2 separate regions of the Mus musculus genome follow, and region 1 is linked to region 2. A link is a contact called in public HiChIP or PLAC-seq data. All regions are on one chromosome and are shown on one strand. The core of a region is the stretch at or near the end of the contact, and the rest is flanking DNA. Distances in the headings are between cores, read along the strand shown. Region 1 has its middle 3.5 kb from the start of Gm32803. Region 2 has its middle 9.3 kb from the start of Gm32471.

Region 1 (4,900 bases), core at 1,555-4,054, 890 kb after region 2:
AGCTGTGTGCCCTCCAGACCTCCATTCTACCCAAACCTCAGCCAGAGCCCTGGGCATCTTTGAAAGTCTGTTCACTTCCACCTCCTGCAAAGTTAGTACTTCAGCCAAGTGGCTCCCGATCATGTGCTCACACACCTGAAACGTCAGGTCTGGACGGTGGGCACAGAGAGCAGCAACGGACGACTGGGTGGCTCTCTGAAGACATGAGAACATTCAAAGCCCTGACAAAGTCTGTGACCTGGACCTAGCCGTCCATTTCAACATTCGCTTGAAACACTTGAAAGAAGTCTCAGGGGACTTTGAAGTCATTCTCCCAATGGAAGGGTTGGAAGCTGATAGTCATCACACCCCAAGGTAGGAGGGATGCTTGGCTTCCTTGGGCCCCTGTTCTAGCAGGAGAGAAGGAACATAGGATCCGGTACAAGGAAGGGCAAAGGCTAGCACAGAACTTCCACAAGAGCTACTCAGTCTAACAAAAGCCAGCTTTATGCACTTTCTAGAATAACTTCACATCTGACACCTAGCCCATGCAAGAGAAGGACCGGGAAGAGCTGGTCTTCATTCCATCCTTGTATAGCAGAGGCCAAGGCTGGAATTCAAAGCCTGCCAAGCAAGCTCTCGGCCTCTGTTCTAGTGACCAGTGAGCTCCTAAGAAAGAAGCTCTCATCTGCCTTCCCAGGGAGAGTGTCTCTGTGGGCTGAGGGAGAGCTCAGCGGTGGAGCTTGCCCAGGAGTTTGCAAGGCCTCAAGTTTGATCTCTGGCCCCACCAAAAGAATAAATGAAAGTCTGTATCTATGTGAGCCCTTTCCCTGGGGTTTCAGGATTCCAAGTGCTGTGTGACCTAAGTTTTAGCTTTTCCTTTGTATCAAGGTTGATGGAACAGTATCTGTCTCACCTGGGATGGTGGTATCTGCTTCTCAACGCAGCTTTGGTTGAGACGTAGGGCACAAGTTTACCCCCAGCACACCAAGGGCTCTACCCAGCATTGTCTGGTATGGGCTATCTGGTATACCTCCCTCCATTCCTGCTATGATAATGGAATGGAATTACAGATTGTTATAAGCCACCATGTGGGTGCTGGGAAAAAAACCCAGGTCCTCTAAAAAGCACCCAGTGTTCCTAGTGCTCTCCCCAGCCCCTTGAGGCCCAATGTCCTCGGGGTTGCTTCTCTAGTCTTGATCCACCATGTCCGTGCCTCTTGTTTGATTTGGAGTCACACTTTCCCTGAACTCATGCTTTTTATAATCCCATGTTTTTATACAGTCTAAGAAACAAACATCTGGCTTCTACTGGATTCGTGTGTGTGTGTGTGTGTGTGTGTGCGTGTGTGTGTGTGTGTGTGTGTGCTCGTGCATGCACACACGTGTACACACAGGGTAGGTGGGGGTTGTTTTAAATGCACATGTGCAAGCCAGAGAACTCTTAGGAATCCATCCTCCGGAAAGCCATCTACCTACTTTAAAACAAAGTCTCTACGTTACCCGGAGCTCCTTAAGTAAGTTAGTCTGCTGGCCAGCCAGACTCAGGCCTCCCCTCCCCTCCCTGGAGCAGGACATTAAGTGCACATTAACAACCAGTGTTTCCACCCAGGTTCTGAGGACCAAACTCAGGTCTTTATACTTACAGGGCAAGAGTTTTACCAAACGAGCCGCCCTGCCCCTGTCATTCCACCATTTGAGTTGCGCTTTCCCATCTGTTTTCTCTCGTCTACCCATTACACACCCGTTATCAGATAATGCAGGTGGCTTCTGTTCTCAGCTCTTTCAAAATCCTCTTAAGAAGGGAAAGCCAGGGAACCCCTGAGTCTCTCTGCACCCCTGGGAGCCCCACCTTGCATCCACCCTGTCTCTAGGAGGGCTCTAAGTTCTCCTTTCTGTGAAATTCCCCCAAGTCTTACAGAAATCCTGTAACGACAAGTGAATAAATTAGCAAACAAATAAGACAGCCTGGATAAAAGTCGGAGGATTCCACCACTCAATATAAAATAAGACCACAGAAATGAAGGCATACTGAGACCAAGGCTGAGTGCTGAGGTTTGTTTTTCTCTCAAGAGAGACCAGGCTGTTACCAATGGTTAAGGCATCGGAGCCAAGGGGCAAGGGACCATGACCTCTAGCTGAGCCTCAGCTCAGTACAGCAGATTTATGACTGTGGGCACAGACACAACCTTTTTCCCCATTACAAAGATGCATTCTGTGGGGTGGCTAAAAGTCCACAAAACCGTTTCATCGTTTATGGTTACGAAGCAGCATAAGCTACTCCTTAATAGATTATCCTGATTTCCCAAACAAACACCAGAAAAATGGGACTTAGGTCTATTGTAGATCCTAGTTTGGAATCAGTAGGGAGCCCCAATAGTATTTGACATTGTGACCTCATGTAGAAGCCACTTGTGCATCTCTGAGCCTCATCAAAAAGAACTAGCAATACAGAAAGTCCCCGGATAAGGGGTCCAATCCTAAAACTACCACCACCGAGAGCTGTCATCTGTCCCTCTCCATGGTCATGGGGCAGTATCCTGTGCCAGCTCCTGCCAAGTGTGTATTAGTAAGTTCTGAACTGTGTTAGCAGCTTCGTGGTTTTCTGTAGCCTTTTGCAGCCTAGAAAACAGTTTCCAGCAAGAAGCCCCTGCTGTTCGATCCATTACGTGTGAAAACAGATAAGCCTGCGCATGTCCGCTGGGGGCTGGCAAGGGGAGGGAACTTAAACAAGAGCTAATTTGGCCTGTGGGGACTAGCTGAGGAAGGGCAAGCTGCTCTGGCTGGGAGCGAGGGGCTGGCAGAGGAGTCTGCCGCATACCGTGGCCACTTAAGGCTGGAGCACATGAAGGTCTGTTGTCCGCGGTTTGAAGAACGTTCTGCAAAGGGCTGGTTTACAGAAGGGGAAATTTTGATCTCACAGCACAGATCCGGTTTCCTGAGAACCATCTGCTTGTTTTTCTCCTTCCCAAAGAGCCCACAATCTCTTGTGGGAAAAATTCAGAATGTTATTGGCTTTCCGAGGAGAGGGGATTGGAAATGCCAGATAAATAGAGACTGCAAGCGACAGGGTTTCATTGTGTTCCCCTCGGGCTGTTGGGGAGAGCCACATGGTGAAGCCGTGAGACTGTGGATAGAAATGCAGAAACAGAACTGTGGGCTGGGGACAAAGCAACAGGGGCTCTGCTGTTTAGCCAGACCACACTCACGTTCCCTGTCACGTGAGGGGCAGGCAGCATGGACCGCGTGTGTCTTGCAAAACTACATGAGGATCCAAGGAGAACAGGGATATATAAGAATCTTGGGACTCAGCCGGGCAGGTGCACTCGCGTCTGCTATGGAGATGTCACTTAAACCCAGCCAAAGCTAAGCTGTTCATCTGCCCACGTTTAAAGCAAATCTTAACTGAATTCTGTACTGGAATGCTTTTGTCTGCCTGTGGCAGGAACCCAGTTTAAAATGCCTCACTCAAACTAAGGACAAGAGCCTTTAATTCACCCAACCAATCAATTGATGGTGCTTTACTGAGAGCCTGCCTGGTGCCAGGAGGTGTTCTAGAAGTTTCTATATTCATTAGCAAAGAAGACGAGCCCACACGTTCTAAGGGTGCTGATGAGTGGGTATAGCCACACAGATGTAAATATGAGTCTGTCAGGTAATGGTAAGGTGTTCTAGAGAGACGAAGCAAAGCCAAGGGTTGGAGTGGCAAGAGGGTTCCATGTTAGGCAGACATGGTCTCAATGGCTCACCTGAAGCCTATGTGGCAAATGGGAGCCAGCCATACTGCCACTTGTGGGAGACCATGGCTGAGAGACAGAATGGCATGTGCAAAGGTCCTGAGGCAGGAGCTAAGAGGCCAGTGGGGATGGAGCGAGCTGACAGGATGCAGAATTAGGAGAGTTGCTCAGAGGGGAGCAGCCAGGTGCTGAGGATTGGGGTACTGCTCTTGCAGTGTCTTTAGGGTTCTGAGGAGAGTAGCTGTCTCCTGTGACTTCAGGTTTTCAAGCCTGACTTGGCAGAGGCAGAGAGACCCCTATGCAGGTTACTATGGGGTTTGAGTGGGAGGATTAGGAGGGTGAGGTCAGATGTAGGGAGAGCTTGGGGTCAGAGGTGGTGCTGGCCTGATTAGCCTGTGGATGAGATGCAGGGGTGGGGCTCAAGCATGACATGAGTGGAGGCGGTAAGATCAAAGCTCTGTTCTCCCGTGTCTATTGGTATTCTACTCTGACTTCATTTTCAGCTCTTCACATATGGTGCTAAAGATGTCTACTGTCAGCTCAGACCTGTCTGGAAGTTCTCTCAGAAGACTAATGCGACCTGAAGTTCCTGGGGAGGGTAGAGTGGGGCAGCCACACCTGTGTAACGGATTCTATATGGCTGATAAATTGACTAGAAGCCCGAGATTGTGGTGAGTTGCAATGTTACAGATCCAGGACTAATTTATATTGGGCTATCTTCAGTCCATTTAATAGTTATTCAGTGCTCACCTCTGGCCTCACATCCTTCGACTATTGGTGACACAGGTTGGAATGAATTAATAGTTTGCTAGCATATACCAGCCCAAAAGATAAGAATGACCTCAGACAACATCTGAAACCTAGAACAGAGACGTACTTGTTTTGTTAGAATATGCCTTGAACTTCCACCAGTGTGTTCAACATTGACCTATGGCTTGTTGTTGTTGTTGTTGTTTTTTTGGTAACTATGAAACCATTTCCATTCATTAGAACACACTGTCCAAGACTGTCTGATTGAATCCATGTCCCAAGGCCATGGTCACCAATATTAGATATTAGACTGGCAAATTATCTTTTATTCCTTCTGAGGTGAGAGCTGTTTTATGTTTACAAAATAGAAGCTTTTTGTTCTAGATGTCCGCAATAATGCCCTCTTGAGTGGGGTTGGCCCGAATCTGTCACATG
Region 2 (5,405 bases), core at 2,303-4,802:
AAGACTTTCCTTGGTCATGGTGTCTGTTCACAGCAGTAAAACCCTAACTAAGACAACAAGTTAAGTGAATGAACACATTTTTATATCACACAGTCCCTGAGGGCATGGTGGTGCTTAAAGCCCATGAAAGGCAGAGGTGAGGATGGGCGCCTGATTGATGTCCCTCTTCCTCAGTCTTTTGAAACCAAACAGACTAAATCAGAACCTCCTAAGTTCTGTGAGTCAAGATGTACTTTGGTGGAAGATTTAGCCTAAAAATTAATTTAAGTGAGTTATTCTCTAACTTCTCTATTCTGTTTCAGTTACTGTTTATTGGGTGTGTACTGTGTGCAAAGTAGCTTGCTAGATCTCTGGTAGAATCACACTTAGAGTTGAAATTGTGTAATCTGATTGCACCTGAATAAAAACCAGCCCTTGGTGAGGGATTTATTAGTGGTGGTGGTGGTGGTGGTGGTGGGGAATCCAATTCTACTCAACAGAGCAGTGATTGGAATCTAGTTCTAAACAGACCAGCAACTTTCTACACATTCACCACTGTGCAGCCAATGAAATGTTTTTAAATAAAACTCATAAATAGGAAAATGCAATTCTCTCTCATTCGTGCCTATGTTAAACCCTTCTGTCCTATTTGTCATAACTGCCATTTTGAGAGAACTATCTTTACATGTTTCAGAATGTAGAAGGACAGGCTTGACAATGGACATTAAAAATGGGCACTGTAATGAAGTGATGAGAGATAAGTTGGGTGTGTGTGTGTTTTTGTGTCTGCATGTGTATGCATGGATGTGTGTACATATGTTAGTACACATCTGTGTGTGTGTTAGTAGATATTGAACCTAATGTCTTACACATGCTTGGCAAGGACTCTGGCACTGAATTCTGTCTTAAGGCCATAGAAGAATATGATGTTGTGGTGAAATGAGTCTAAAATTCACTTGAGACAATAGGCAGGTGACATGGAGACTCAAGAGGTGAGGGAGTAAAAGCCTTGCAGAAATGTTCAGTATATCAGAAACTGTTGTAGTAAATATTATTTTGGAGTTGCTATCCCTCCTAGACCATATAGTTACCAAATAAAAGACCTTTGTGTTTAAATTTATGTTTATGTTTATAATAAGCCTTACAGCACTAGAGCTAGGCAGATATGCTACTTTGTCTACCTCCCTGTCAGTAACCCCGAGATATCACTTACTGGGTGGCTCCCACTCCATGCATTCACGATCCACCCAGCCCATGGCACCTTCTTCCTTCTTCTTCCTCCCACTCTTCCTCATGATCCCAGCCTGAGACCCCAAGCTTGGGAACCTTTGCTCACTCACTCTCCTCTGCCCAGCCTAGGCTGTAGGTACTTTTATTAACCAATCAGGGATAACTTTATACAACAAGAGCTGGTATTCATGAGGATCTCCTTGTCCTTGAGAATCTCCTCATCAGGGGGCAATCGGATCTTGGGGTACAGAATTCAGCATATGAATATAAGCAGCATCAGACACATTTCTTACAAGGAACCTTAGGAAAAAAAATATAAAGAGATAAATTGTGCCCTCTGGGGATTTTCTTGTTTGATAAAAGATCTCATCATGTAGTGTTTGTCTCTAGACCAGGCTGGCTTCAGACTCACAGAGACCCACCTACTTCTGCCTCCGCCTCCGCCTCCGCCTCCGCCTCCACCTCCGCCTCCGCCTCCGCCTCCGCCTCCCAGGAGCTGGGATTAAACATTTGTGCTACCTCTCCCAGTTTGCTGTTTGTCTGATTGTTCATATTTTCCTTGTTGCTGTTGTCTTCTGGGGATCTCGAAGTGTACTTTAGGAGATGGAACATGCAGATGGGAATGTGTAGAATAAGGCTAGAGCCAATGCAACAACATATGGGCAATTGAAGTTCATTACATACCATCTTCTTTGTCCTCTAATTCTGGATCTTCCTCCATGGCTTTGAGTGTTGTTCACTAATATCCACAGGCCTTGAGCCACGTTTTAGCTGTTAAGACCACAGATGATGTGCAGTTAAAGCCTGCAATGTGCTAGTGTTACTCTCAATGAACTACCTGTGATCTACTGGTTCTTCCTCAACTATATACAGTTCACAATTTCGTCCCTAAACTGGTCATTCATTTTTTGTTTGTTTGTTTGTTTGTTTTGTTTTTTCGAGACAGGGTTTCTCTGTATAGCCCTGGCTGTCCTGGAACTCACTTTGTAGACCAGGCTGGCCTCGAACTCAGAAATCCACCTGCCTCTGCCTCCCGAGTGCTGGGATTAAAGGCGTGCGCCACCACGCCCGGCTGGTCATTCATTTTTTTTAAGGTTTAATCAGCCAATCAACACTGTGAAGTAAGCTGCACCTTGTCTGGGCAGAACGTCAGAGCTGGCCCTGGTGAAGGGGGCACAGGTAACCTGGCCAGAGGGTGAGAGCAAGGCAGAGCTAGCTGATCCTACCACTTGTCTGCCATGAGGTAGTGTGGGCACCCTCTCATCCCTTGGCACCTGAAGCCCTGAGATCATGAGAGTGGGAGAGCTGTCCATGCCCCTCACTGACTGTAGCACTCGGGGAGAGTAGGCCCTGCCCCTCAACTGGGCAACACAGTGGAGCTGGCTCTTGAGGTGTGGGCACTGATAAGCCAGCTCCAAACATGTGAGGGTGGGAGATCTAACCCAGCCACTCCCAGGCTTAAAGCACTTGGGAGAGTGGGCCCCACACCTCCCCTGGGCAACACAGACTCTAAAGGTATGGGTGAGGGTGAGCCAGTCCCAAGGGCATGAGAGCAGAAGAGTTGACCCTGCCTCCTGCTGGTAGTGGCATTGAACGGGTTAAATGGAACAGTGCTGCAGAGCTTACCCTAGTGATACAGATACAGGAGAGTTGAGTCCACAAGCTGATTAGCTCAGCTACCACCCAGGCTCAGAAACCAAGGATTTGAGATAGCTCACTCCAAAATCTACACCATCTGTGAACTGTTGGAGTGAGTGAAAGGGCTGGATCTGCTGATTCAAAACTGCAGGATCTCCATGACACAGGGCAACAACAGGATAACTGGAAGGAGTCTGGGTGAGAATCCAACATAGATGGTGTAACAGAAGCCAGAGACCTTGAACCTGATTAATGACTCATTGCAATGAACATTTGCACGTGAAGGTATGTGGACAGAAGGATATCCTGTGGGACACACTATGACATACTACAGCTTCAACAATGAGATGTTTTCTATGGTTTGTTTTTGTTTTATTTTGTTTGTGTGTTTGTTATTTTCTTTTTTTGGGGGGGGGAGGTTGCAAAGGCAGAGGACAGATACGATGGGTTGAAGAGATGAGGGGGACTCTGGTGTGTGATGTGAAACTTGCAAGAAAAGTCAATAAAAAGTTTTAAAAAAATTCAATCTGCCAGTCAACATTGGGAAATGAGCTGTAGTGTGTACAAACAGTGGGGAACACAACAGAACAACAGTAATAAAGGAGGAAGTTGTGACTTCCTCCCCAGACCTGACTATATGTATCACAGAGGCTGCCAGTCCCTGAGACCTCCTGACATGGGGATTCCCATCACCCGCAGCCAGCAGGCCTTGTCTCTACTTCACAGTACCGTCTCTGGCCACAATCAGGAACCACTTCCAAGCAAGGCCAATTACAAGTTCTCTTCTAAGCAACACTGTAACTTTATTTTTTTTCAAAGCCTACTTTTAATAATGGTTCTTAAATGTTTTAGCCCACCACCCACCAAAGGCAGTGAAAAAGAAAAGATCCAGAGGAAGTGAACCTGTTTAGAAATGGTTCTTTGGAGCAAATCCCAGCTGTGTTGTCCAGAAACCATCAGTTCAGTTCACAGGTCAGCAGCAGCAGCTTGATCGATTGGAAAACATTTCACAGGTATACCAGCAGTCCAGTTTGTTAGTGTCAGGATAGCAGCATCCATCGGAGATACGACCTTCCAGGAATAACCAGGCCTCAACTGAATCGGCAGGAGTCAGTCGGCAGGAGGAATTTGAACCAGCAGGAACACAGGGGAAGTGCCTCTCTCAGCAAAGATCAGAAAAGACAAGAGACCAACAAGCACTGAACAGCTAACTCTCCAAGCAAGCCTCTCTCGTAGTCTGGTGAGTCCTATTTGTACTCCCTCCAAACACCACATGTCCTCCATGGATCTTGCCTCCACATGTGAATCTGTCTCAGCTGACATCACTCTGCCAATCTGCCTGAGTCCGAGGAAGTGACAAGAAGCCAAAACATACCACCACAGGGTTTTTTGCTGCATCCCAACAAAAGGAGCTCAACTACACAACGTAAGGTGGACCATTACATTCATGTCGTTAGCGAAGAATCCTTCATCACAAGTCCTTTCACATTCTTGCTTCAGCAAAACATCCTTTCACCTGTGTCTGCTTCAGTGAAATGTTCCTTCCTGAGTCCTTAATAGCCTTTCTTTCCCCTTCAGCAACATGTTCCTTTACATGTTTGCCCCAGCAAAACACCATCCAACACAACTGACTTTCCAAAGAACCCTTACGTTTCCACTTCACAACACCACCTGGTTCTCATTACTGAGAACTCCTACATTGTTAACAGGGTTCAACAGCAGATCTGTAAGTCCTTGTTCCTGAGGCCTTCAACACAGCCTTGATTTCTCCCCTTCCCATGACTTGGTTGTTTACCCAACTCTTTTCCCTCTGTAAATGCCCTTCTCTCCTTATTATTTGCCCAAACCAATCCTACTCAGTGACATGGATTGAAAAGAAAATTACATTATTCATAAACTGGTTTTGTTGAGCATGGGAACCATTTTAGGCATTTCAAGGAACACAGCATATGAAGGAGGCAGTGAAGACACTGAAACTCTTCCCTATATTTGGGCAGACATAATTAAGGAATCCTTGGTTTTATAAAAAAAAAAAAAAAAAGGTTCAAACAACAGTGTACACATTGGAGGTGATTTTGGTGGTGGTGGGGGACCCAGTGAGTGCCACAGAAAGCAGATTAACTGAGGTGAGAAAAGCTGAACTGAAGAGAAAGCTGGTTCCTTCTCAGTGCATCAAGATAACTAAAGATAACAGCAACTGTGCCAGGAGTCTCCCCTGTGGACATAAAATTAAAGTCAAGGTCTCACTGTGACCAAATTAGCCTAGCCTGAGGTCACTAAAACTCAAGTCCAGAAATTGGTACCCCAAGCTACCAAATAAGGCTCCCACTTACACTTCTCACTGGGTGCCATGTAGGGTTCTATACCATCAGGAAATTGTGGAGTCCCGGCCAGTGACACTGAGCTATAGGAAAAAGACCAAAGGAATTGAAGACCTAAGCAATGTATTAGCCCTTCCAAAATTCTCTCTATTGTACCTTTCTCTCACCAACTACAAGAAACAACAGTATAACCTGCCAGGATCCCCCTACTCAGCTAGACGCACTGTATGGTCAGTG

Evidence for each region. HiChIP or PLAC-seq counts read pairs in DNA pulled down with a chosen protein or histone mark.
Region 1: a contact with region 2 is called in an H3K27ac HiChIP or PLAC-seq map of thymic regulatory T cells, with 5 times the contacts expected there. The contact joins two enhancer-like sites. A contact is called at or near these places in 1 of 39 promoter capture datasets (liver) and 2 of 115 datasets of contacts at active chromatin or transcription factors (large pre-B cells and thymic regulatory T cells).

The regions. Positions count from the first base shown.
Region 1 is chr3:101,297,682-101,302,581 of GRCm38.p6, forward strand. No RefSeq gene overlaps it. Among named protein-coding and RNA genes, the nearest start is that of Gm32803, 3.5 kb to the left of the region's middle. Within about 2 kb of position 2,805, at least 80 of the 459 cell types and tissues checked have an H3K27ac peak or open chromatin away from gene starts, as enhancers often do. A contact at or near this core is called in thymic regulatory T cells, where this site is marked.
Region 2 is chr3:100,405,954-100,411,358 of GRCm38.p6, forward strand. No RefSeq gene overlaps it. Among named protein-coding and RNA genes, the nearest start is that of Gm32471, 9.3 kb to the right of the region's middle. Within about 2 kb of position 3,553, at least 26 of the 459 cell types and tissues checked have an H3K27ac peak or open chromatin away from gene starts, as enhancers often do. A contact at or near this core is called in thymic regulatory T cells, where this site is marked.